Linked DNA regions of Salmo salar: region 2 is linked to region 1. A link is a contact called in public Hi-C data. All regions are on one chromosome and are shown on one strand. The core of a region is the stretch at or near the end of the contact, and the rest is flanking DNA. Distances in the headings are between cores, read along the strand shown.

Region 1 (5,487 bases), core at 2,227-4,726:
TAACATGCACCTGCATGCACGCACGCACAAACACACACAAATATGTTTGCTGGATTTTGACTGCATTATTACGATTTCTGTCATATAGAATATATCCTTTTTTCAGCTGCTCAGCTTTCTATGTGGCTCCTGCTTGCCCGGGGGATACAGTAAAAGTGTAATCTTCATCGCAACAATCATAAAACCCAGAAAATAATTTCATGACAAACTTCAGAAATAAAATATTAACTCCAACACTCGTCTATGAGCAGTTCTCTTAGTCTGGGTATTGTACATAAACAGAGAACAATGTTAAGCTATTCGGCTATTATTATGGATAGTATTATTATTATTGTGCTCCATATATAGGCCTATTGTCTGTCGCTGAATGAGATGGCAGACACTAGGACAGCCTCTCAAATGGCACCCTATTCCCTATATAGTGCACTACTTTTGACCAGAGCCCCATTGTCCCGGGTCAAAAGTAGTGCACTAAATAGGGAATAGGGTTCCATTTGGGATGCAGCCTAGTGTCTGCCATCTCGTTCAGTGACAGGAGGATGAATGGAGCCTCCAGACGACCCCTAAGACAGTCGGAGACTATTAATCTTAACACAGTCACACCTCGCTCGTCCTCAGCTCACAGGAGTGGCCTCAGAATAGAGCCCTGAGGGACCCCTTGTGTAATTTGATTTCTAATTGCCAAGCGTCACAAATGATCACCTGTAGATGTAGATAATGGGCAAGATCAAAAGCATGTCAATAGTCTAAAACAAGGTATACACTTCAAATCCCTCTTACAAGGTTTACTCTTAAAACAAGGTTTACACTGAAAGTAAAAAAAATGCATTGTAGTGAATCATGCTTGAATAATTATCGCTGATTCGTTCGTTGGTATTTTGAAGCGATACATTCTGTTATTATTAATTTCCTATTAATAAGTCTCCTAAATCTAAACTGGAGGATGACGACACTAGATGTTGTTGTTGCTGGCGAATGATCCGGTTCATTCAGAGGACAGTAAAATACCACAGCCATCCAGGAATTAAGTCATAGGTTGTGTCCCAAACGGCACCCTATTCACTATATAGTGCACTACTTTTGACCAGAGCCCTGCACGGAGCCTACTGCACTATGTAGGAAATAGTGTGCCATTTGGAAATTGGGACGCAGGCATAGCCTTCATTTGATGAGATCCCATCCGCAATTATGAGTTCAAGATATTGCTTATGTCAAGAAGATTCCCATAGAATTTGGAAAAGGGAAATTAATAATAACAGAATGTATCGCTTCAAAATACCAACGAACGAATCATTCGCAAAATAACCCAAATTGAGAAAGTTCCTTCACAATCAATGCCACAAAACAGTCCGAATGCATCAAGATATTGTGAAATTATTGTCACGTCTGTCTGAAGAATGGGACCAAAGCGCAGCGTGTGTATCGTTACACATTTTATTTAAACTGTGAAACTATGCAAGACATACAAATAAACAAATAAACTAAACAAGAAACCGTGACGAAGATGTGCAACATACACTTACTCAAAATAATCTCCCACAAAACCTAGTGAGAAAAACAACAACTTAAATATGATCCCCAATTAGAGACAACGATGACCAGCTGCCTCTAATTGGAGATCCCAAAAACCCCAACATAGAAATACAGAAACTAGAACCCCACATAGAAATACATAAACTAGAGAAAACCCCCAACATAGAAAAAAGAAACTAGAACCAACAGACATAAATAAATGAGACAAAACACCCTGTCACGCCCTGACCTACTCTACCATAGAAAATAAAAGCTTTCTATGGTCAGGACGTGACAATTATAAGCAGTAAGGGAGCCTTGACAGAGGCAGGGGGATACATATGGTTTGGTATGGCTCTCTTTTCCAGATCTGGATTCCATTCAATTTTAAGACATTTCAAATACTCAATCTATGCCTGATTGAGCTTGCCTGGCTTAATTGACCAAAATAATATTCCCAAACCTGCAAAACCCACACACAACCAGGCATGCAGATGGTTGAGGGTTGATGGTATCAAATCCTAAATGCCATTGCCTGCCATGTCCACGGCATTTAACCCCCCACCTCTCCTTCAGCCTCTCATCAACGAGCTGTTTTCACCCACATGACTGCCACTGACTGGATGTTTTTATCACGCCATTCTCGGTAAACCCTAGACACTATCGTGCGTGAAAAGCCCAGGAGGCTGGCCGTTTCTGAGAAACTGGAACCGGCGCACCTGGCAACGACGATCATACCACGCTCAATGTTGCTTAGGTCACTCAATTTTGGCCATTTTAACATTAAATCGAACAGTAACTGAATGCCTCGATGCCTGTCTGCCTGCTTTATAAAGCAAGCCATGGCCACATGACTCACTGTCTGTAGGAGGGAACCATTTTCGTGAACGGGGTGGTGTATCTAATAAACTGAGTTGTATGCGTATGTATGTGTCTTTTTGATAGGTTGGGTTAAAAGCAAAAGTCTAATTTCGGTTGGACCTTGGGTGCAATTGACCAATAAGTGATCTTATCTTAATAAAAACACAGTATTTGGAAGATTTCATGTCTACTGTTTTCACAAAGCCATCTTCAGAACTATACAAGGCTACAGGCTCTGTATAACACTCTGGATAAAACAGAAGCAGTCCGGCAGCCTCTTCCCATGGCCTGTCTCTGAGGCCCCCATGTGGCCTTATGGCATATTCCTCCTGTGCTACAACAGGCCTAGACACACATTTATGGACATGAACCACAAACGGGATAGTGTAGACAATGTTCTACAGTACAGGTACTTGGCTTTATTTTGGCCGTAATTGGGTTGACGTTTAGTACAAAAGGAGTGAAGGCATACATAGTGAATCTATGTTCCCGGAAAGATTCAGTCCCTTAAATTCAATGGGGAGCTAAAGTATTGATGTTCTTCAGGGGCTGTAAGTCTGTGTGAGTCATGTCAACTATTTTGTCTGCTAGTGGAACAATTTGTCTGCATGTTTTATCACTGGGTATTTGTTGTGTTAGTCTTTATTAGGCAAACTGTATCTGACAGATGAACATAGCCCCTGGTCCTGTAAACTGTGTGGCATTTAAGGGAGAGAAAGAGAAAAAGCGAGAGAGAAAGAGGGAGAGAGAAACCGCAGCACGTTCACAGGCGATGTAAATAAGAGCCTCCGTCAGTATCTTCATGGCTTATTGATTTTAAGATCCCTGACTGGCTGCCCAGAGAGAGAGAGAGGGAGAGAAGAGAGAGAGATGGAAAGAGATATATGGGGAGAGGGAGAGTGTGAGAGAGAGCATGAGAGATATATGGGGGGGAGAAAGAGCAAGAGAGAGAGAGATATGGGGAGAGAGAAAGAGAGGGAGAGAGGGAGGGAGAGCGAGAGAGCAGGGTGGAGGCTCTTGGCCAAGCCTAAGAGCAGCAGCTTCTTGGTGGGAACAGCAGCCAGAAGATAGCAGCACCACAAACTAAGGAGGAGGAGTGGCTCACACAAGTTCCCAGTAAAACACGTGACTGAACTCATGACACACACACACACACACACACACACACACACAGACTTCCAGACTTCCACTGGGAGTTTCACTCCCAAAACCTCTCCATTAAAACTGTTAGAATTGTAAGTAACATAAGTAACATGCAATATGAAAAGTGTTGGTCCCATGTTTCATGAGCTGAAATTAAATATCCCAGAAATGTTCCTTTGTACAAAATGCTTATTTCTCTGAAATGTTGTGCACAAATGTGTTTACATCCCAGTTAGTGAGCTTTTCTCCTTTGCCAAGATAAATCCATCCACCTGACATGTGTGGCATATCATGAAGCTGATTAAAAAGCATGATCATTACACAGGTGCACCTTGTGCTGGAGAAAATAAAAAGACACTCCCTGATGTGCAGTTTTCACACAACACAATGCCACAAATGTCTCACGTTTTGAGAGAGTGTGGAATTGGCATGCTGACTGCAGGAATGTCCATCATTCTTCACCTGCAGGATCGTCTGAGACCAGCCACCTGGACAGCTGATGAAATTGTGGGTTTGCACAACCAAAGAATTTCTGCATCCACTTGAGGCAATGTACCTCAGTAAAATCTTTGAAATTGAAACGTTGCGTTTATATTTTTATTCTGTCATGCCTGTGTGTAGGAACGGACCAAGGCGCAGCATGCGTATCGCTCCACATCTTTATTATATTGTGAAACTTGGCCAAACAAACTATAAACAAACAACAAACAACAACAACAACAACAAACCGTGACAACAGAGGTGCAACTTGCACTAACTCAAAATAATCTCCCACAAACACAGGTGGGAAAAACAACTACTTAAATATGATCCCCAATTAGAGACAACGATGACCAGCTGCCTCTAACTGGGAATCATACAAAAAAAACAACATAGAAAAAAGAAACTAGAACACAACATAGAAAAATTCAACTAGATAAAACCCCCCAGTCACGCCCTGACCTACTCTACCATAGAAAATAAGAGCACTCAATGGTCAGGACGTGACATATTCAGTGTAAATTGTAAGTCTGTCAGTTTAATTACAATCGCATAACAGGAATGCTAACTGGTCAAGGTGACATAGCAAACAATTTCTTAATTATGTTGTCAAGTGATAATTGTTATTGTTTTGATGCTTTGATCACATTTGTATGAAATACAGCTTGTGTGTATAATTATCCCCACTCTATCCCTGACCTATTTCTCTGTTGCTGTTCAGGCAGGACAACAAAAAGAGTGAAAGGAGGGAATGTCTGAAGACGAATCAGGATCTGGTGTGCATCCCAAATGGCACCTTACTCACTACCTTTGACCAAGGCCAATAGGGCTTTGGTAAATAGTAGTGCACTATGTAGGGACTAGGGTGCCATTTAGCACGCAAAACCAGGATTTAGACTGGATTTAGTAAACCCAGTAGACACAAATGTATTCAGCTGCTCAGTAAACAATATTCTATTACTCTGCCACATCAATGGGATGAGGCTGTAGAATCAGCTCGGGATGAAAGGGAAAGCGGGATACCTAGTCAGTTGCACAACAACGCATTCAACTGAAATGTGTTTGAATCAGTGGTGCTGGTGGCTGCCTTAAAGTCTACGTCATCAGCACCCGGGGAGCAGTTGTGTAAGTTTGTGCGAGTATGTGTGTGTCTGTGTGTGTGTGTGTCCCACTATGGATTTGGCACTGGTGCAGCTCTGTTGGCACATGCTTTTCTCTCATGCCAGACCAAAAACATGAATATATTTACATACTTATAAAGTTCAAGTCAGGAGAAAGAAACATAATAGCCAGCAAATGTTCATCAAAGGTACATATCAAGTGGCTCCAAATCTTGTCAAGAAGTTTAAAAAAAAAATATACATATATTTTTTTTTACTTATGGTCCTCAATAGCAAATGTAGAAAAGGACAAACAACAACATCATAATGGAAATGTGACTTCAACAACACATGGCTGCATAAGACATGAAGATTCAAGTCATTCTGAAAG
Region 2 (5,487 bases), core at 813-3,312, 160 kb before region 1:
CACGACGAGTGAATTAAATTAAGAGTATGCTGTGAATAATTGCCTGCCCAGGCTGCCTGGTTCTATACTTCAGTGATTTCTGGGCTTGAATGAGAGACAGACATGGCCTACCGGTACCTGTGAGCTATGTTTGGAAGGTGTGTACTTGAAGTTAGTCAGTAACACCTGGGTCGTGTACACTAGCAACCAAACGAAACGGGCCGAAACAGGGAGGGACCTACATGAGTTGCTACACTGCCCCCCCCCCCACTCTTACCCTAGTTGGTTGAACACCCTCTCCTCCAAGCCCAGGTACTTGTGTCTGTCCTCCTCCACCAGGACTCTCTGTCTTTGGACCGGGTCCTCCAGACGTCTCATGGCCTCCGCCAGTTTCAAACTGATCTCCTGCTCAGCCCGCTTCAGCTGCACACGCAGAGCCTCCTGGTTCTGGAGCTAGGTAACACACACATACACACACGCTGAGTTTTGTGTTTCTTAGCCAATCCAGATAGAGGGGGTTGAAAAGTAGCTGATAGACAGTAGTTGAATGGCTGGGAAGCAACGCTTGACAGCTGATATCAAATTGATAACCAATAACAGTAGATAGGGGCTCCCCGGGTGATTTTTTTCCCCCTCGGTACAGATCTAGGATCAGCTTTCCCTCCTACCAATCCTAACCTTAACCATAAGTGGGGAAAATGCTAAACTGACCCAAGATCAGTGTCTAGGGGAAACATAATCCTACGAATAGATACAGCATTGGTGGCGTTACCTGCAGCTGTCTCATCTGATGGAGCTGCAGCCGAAGGTCCGAGACGTTCTTCTTGCACTGGAGCAGGTTGTTCTGGAAGGGGGTGGAGCCTGGGAGCATGGGGGTGGAGCCACTCTCAGAGGGGGGCGTGGCACTTTTGGGTGCCAGGACAGGGGAACCTCCTGAATAAGATCAAATCAAATAGCCACATTTAAAACCACTACAAGCTAGTCAGTTCCTCACTTGTGATAACAAAACTGGAAAGAAAATATAGATTTGGATAGAGGGCTCACTTGCCACAAACATGCTTTATCTAGCTGTATAAAAACTGATTTAGAAGAATACATTTAAAAATATGGGAAAACATATTAACCCATAGCATTTAATTATTCATATTGTAGGCTATGCTGTAGAGGTTCATTCACAAGTACAAAAATCCCTTTCACAATGTGATGGAAACCCTACAGATTTTGGAGGAAGCACGCAATACATAACTCCCTTATTTACCGCAAATGAAATACCCCACAGTCAAATGTGCACATGCACGTAAAAAGCAAAATGTCTCCTGTGAGATTGAATGGGTGGTGTAATGTATTCATGTTTTCTCCCCTCCTTTTCACGTTCTGCCTTGTGTCCGTGTGCGTCCCAAATGCTACCCTGTTCCCTATGTAGTGCACTACGTATGGCCAAGGCCCATAGGGAAGGTGGCAATACAAAGTGGTGCACTATATAGGGAATAGGGTGCCATTTGAGATGCAACCTCTGTGATTGCATTGGCCTGGCCACAGCCCAGCGCTCGCCTCGCTCGCCTTGCTCATTTCCAAACACATTCTCCACAGCTGCGTTGGTTCCTGATTTAATATTCCTAATGTTAAGTAATGAGGGCCTGTGCTTCCCTAGGCGTCTCCCCCGCTGCCCACAGGAGCACACGGGTACTTACATTGGCAGTGCTGACTGAAATAGACTGCCGACCGCCAACCTCACCATGACTACATCCCAAGTGGAACCCTATTCCCTATGTAGTGCACTACTTTTGACCAGGCCCCATCAAACTCTGGTCAAAAGTAATGTACTGTATAGGGAGCAATTTGGGATGCAAGCATTGGGAGAAATAAGAGACAGGAGACGGGTTTGTCTGCTGTCGAAAACAACCACCAGACGTAATGTCCTCTGGCTTTGGAGACTGACGACAGAATGACTCTTGACAAGCCATGCCAACTGCAGTCTGTATTGACAGTAACTGAAGTTGAATTCAATTACACTGTTTCTCCCATTCAGAATGGAGTAGTATGACCTATGACCTTTGAAACCTGACCCTGAGGTTGAGTTCTGTCTCTGGGGCGCTTGTTGTCAACAGGTGGGAGTGGCACAGTGTCACTAAGCCACTCAAGTCCCTTAGCGGAAGAGAACAAGTCCCTGCAAAGTGTCAGAACAATGAGAGAGTAGAATGTTCTGACTTGAATGAGAGAGAGAGAGCGAGCAAGAGAGCACTCCTTCAACACAGAGTAGGTCTGCGTCCCAAATGCTGCCCTATTCCCTATATAGTGCAGTACTTCTGACCGGGGCCCATCAAAAGTAGTGCACTATAATGGGAATTTGGTGCCAATTGGGACACAACCACAGTAGAGCCCTGCAGTGGGGCTAGAGAACACAGTGCTATTGTGAACTTTGTAATCCCCCTCCAACATTCACCACATAGTCCTCTCATAGGGAATGACAGCTGCACAGACCTGAAGTGCAGGTTCAGATGAATGCTGCTCAAGTGTGTCACACTGTCTGTGTCCCAAATGGCACCCCTTTATATGGTCAAAAAATAGTGCACCATACAGGGAATAGGGTGCCATTTAGGATCCATCCACTGTTTGGAGACCGAGAGGATGCTCTTGTGATGGGGATAGCTTATGAAATAACAACAAGGAAATATCTGAGGAATCAGAATTATGAGCCACAGTCAATTCTTCATGTTCTGTGTATGATGAATGGGAACAATACGCAAAGGGAAACCTGTAAGAAGAAGAAGACGAAGAAACCCAAAGATGTGAGGAGTTGCTTTGACAGCAGCCGCATAAATACCACTCTGTTTTCATTCCCGCCGCCCTCGAGATTGCATTTCTTTTATCGAACTCTCATCTACCCTGACCGCTAGCTAGACAAGATTGAATCATCTTTGCGGGATCGAGAAATAATACATCTCTCTTGTTCTAACTAATGCTTTCAGCAGCGCATATTCAGTTAGTAGCTTTTTTGCCTCCATCCCCCACCTAGAGTGGATGACGAGAGAGGATTTGAGGGGAATATGAGTCGGCGAAAAGCAAAGACGCCTGTCTTACTGACTGGGTGTTTTAGTGGGGCAGTAGGGGAGAGCATATGGCAGACTGTGTTGAGTGACATTAAGAGACTTGTCTATGCAATGCATCCTGGGGGAAAGTTGAGGGATATGCAACAGAGAACTGTACCTCTAAGTAGATCATGGTTGCGTCCCAACTGGAACCCTATTCCCTATATAGTAGACTACTTTGCGTCCCAACTGGAACCCTATTCCCTATATAGTACACTACTTTTGGCCAGGGCCCATAGGGCTCTAGTCAAAAGTAGTGAACTATATAGGGAATATGGTGCTATTTTGGGACGCAAACCATAATGTGATACATGCAGAAGGGTAATAATGGTCCTCCTGACCTGCACTATGAACCGGAGACGCTTGCCTTGATGTCTTCGTGGGTCGTTCACTACGCACACACAGAGAGAAAGAGACATTAATTCTGTTGAATCACAATAGAAGAGAATTAATGCAAAACCCTGGGAACTGTCCTGGAGTTAGGGTTGACATATATTAGTAAAAGCATTGTAGACGTACAGACAGCCATACAGTATGGTTGGACAGACTGACATAGACGGACAGGTTAACATGATGACTGTTAGGAGCAGTCTGTTCCCATAGTAAGCCATCCCATTTTCATTCCAATCATGGTGCCCACATTGAGATTGATGATTGGAAACTCAAGCAAACACAGTAGCACAAGATCTCCACAGAGTAGGTTGAAATGCAAAGATAACTGCAGCATGTCAATATCAGAACCCTCGTCCACACTATTTCCCCTCGACAATGTTCTGTTTACCTAGGCTGGTAAAATTGAGAGCTAGTTTATCTGTTATTATCTTTGTCCACATTGGCTGGGGCAACCTGGGCTTATCTCTGAGAACTCAATGTCCCACGCTGCCTCACTTCTTCATCTTCTTGCTTACCTGAGAGCCTCGTTGGTGCCACTAGTGTTTGGGGACTTTAAAAGTGCATGCTGAACAAGACCAGTCAAGCTGGCAATCTGTTGCTCCATAGCCTTCATTCGCTTTCTGCAGGAAACATCAGAAAATCAAGCTTTTAACACTGGGGCTAACTAGGCGTTAAAGGTGGCATTTCTAATATTTACGTTAGGAGTACTTCTTAAGTTGGGAGTTACTTCCTAAATACTACCGGAATTGTTTTCATGCCAGATGTGTTTGCTTAGCGATCAATTTAGCGATATAACATTAAAACATAGAGTGGGTCAAGTATAGGATTTGGAGAATATTTTCTATCTTAGAACATTTATGAATATCTTTATGAATAATTTATTGATTTGTCAAGTAGATGGGGTTTCTGCTATATAAACAACAGTTAAACACACTGTTAAAGCAATAACTGTAAGTGTTCCAAGCTGTCAAACTACCGTGCTAAGGCACAAGTAAACAATATATTCCAGCTAACATGGTCTAATAACCTCGACCACTTAAGCATGTCTGCTTTGCCCTCCCGGAGTCTGCCTGGAATAGTCTAGAAAAACAAGTGGGCTAGCCTGAATTTCTAAAAACAAGACAAGGGCTGTCTAGTAGATTTAGCCCAGAGGTTGGAGATGAGTTGGACCTTAGGGCGCACATTGTGGAATAAAACAAGAGACTGTGCCACTCGTGGCCGGTGCCTGGACGAGAGATTACGCCGGCAACGCGGAGAAAACCAAAGACGGGTGAAGAAGGATCTTTATGCTTGGTGATTGCTTGGTGACCAGTGAGGCTTAGACATAGAGAAGCGCTGTGTTTTCCCGTCACCACTTATCTAATGGCACAGGAGGAAGGGGAAAGGGGGGCGCTTAAAGGGGCTAGATGAGGACAAGAGAAATGACTGTGATCCCGACTGTACTGCCCCCAGACAATGTACTGTAGAGAAACAGTTAGCTATGTCTCCCCAGGCACTGAAATGTAAAGTCTTCATGTACCTATTTAGCCGTTCTAGAGCACCGTACCTACAGTACCAGTCAAGTTTGAACACACCTACTCATACAAGGGTTTTTCTTTATTTTGACCATTTTCTACATTGTAGAATAATAGTGAAGACATCAAAACTATGAAATAACACATGGAATCATGTAGTAACCAAAAAAGTATTTTATATTTTATATGACAGATTTGCACACTCTTGGCATTCTCTCAACCAGCTTCATGAGGAATGCTTTTCCAACAGTCTTGAAGTAGTTCCCACATGCTGCGCACTTCTTGGCTGCTTTTCCTTCACTCTACGGTCCAACTCATCCCAAACCATCTCAATTGGGTTGAGTTCAGGTGATTGTGGAGGTCAGGTCATCTGATGCAGCACTCCATCACTCTCCCTGGTCAAATAGCCCTTACACAGCCTGGGGGTGTGTTTTGGGTCATTGTCCTGTTGAAAAACAAATGATAGTCCCACTAAGCGCAAACAAGATGGGATGGCATATCGCTGCAGAATG

The links. A called contact is a pair of places that touch in the nucleus more often than the background predicts.
Region 2: a contact with region 1 is called in a Hi-C map of muscle, with 5 times the contacts expected there. The contact joins two enhancer-like sites. A contact is called at or near these places in 2 of 3 Hi-C or Micro-C datasets (gill and muscle).

Annotation. Positions count from the first base shown.
Region 1 is chrssa29:10,404,475-10,409,961 of Ssal_v3.1, reverse strand. The region is part of intron 1 of LOC106590114 (sickle tail protein homolog); the gene reads right to left. Among protein-coding and RNA genes, the nearest start is that of LOC106590114, 37 kb to the right of the region's middle. Within about 2 kb of position 3,476, at least 1 of the 13 cell types and tissues checked has an H3K27ac peak or open chromatin away from gene starts, as enhancers often do. A contact at or near this core is called in muscle, where this site is marked.
Region 2 is chrssa29:10,566,691-10,572,177 of Ssal_v3.1, reverse strand. LOC106590114 (sickle tail protein homolog) reads right to left here. Exons shown (of 22, transcript XM_014180705.2): 8 at 3,977-4,081; 9 at 3,410-3,459; 10 at 752-912; 11 at 257-432. Among protein-coding and RNA genes, the nearest start is that of LOC106590116, 18 kb to the left of the region's middle. Within about 2 kb of position 2,062, at least 1 of the 13 cell types and tissues checked has an H3K27ac peak or open chromatin away from gene starts, as enhancers often do. A contact at or near this core is called in muscle, where this site is marked.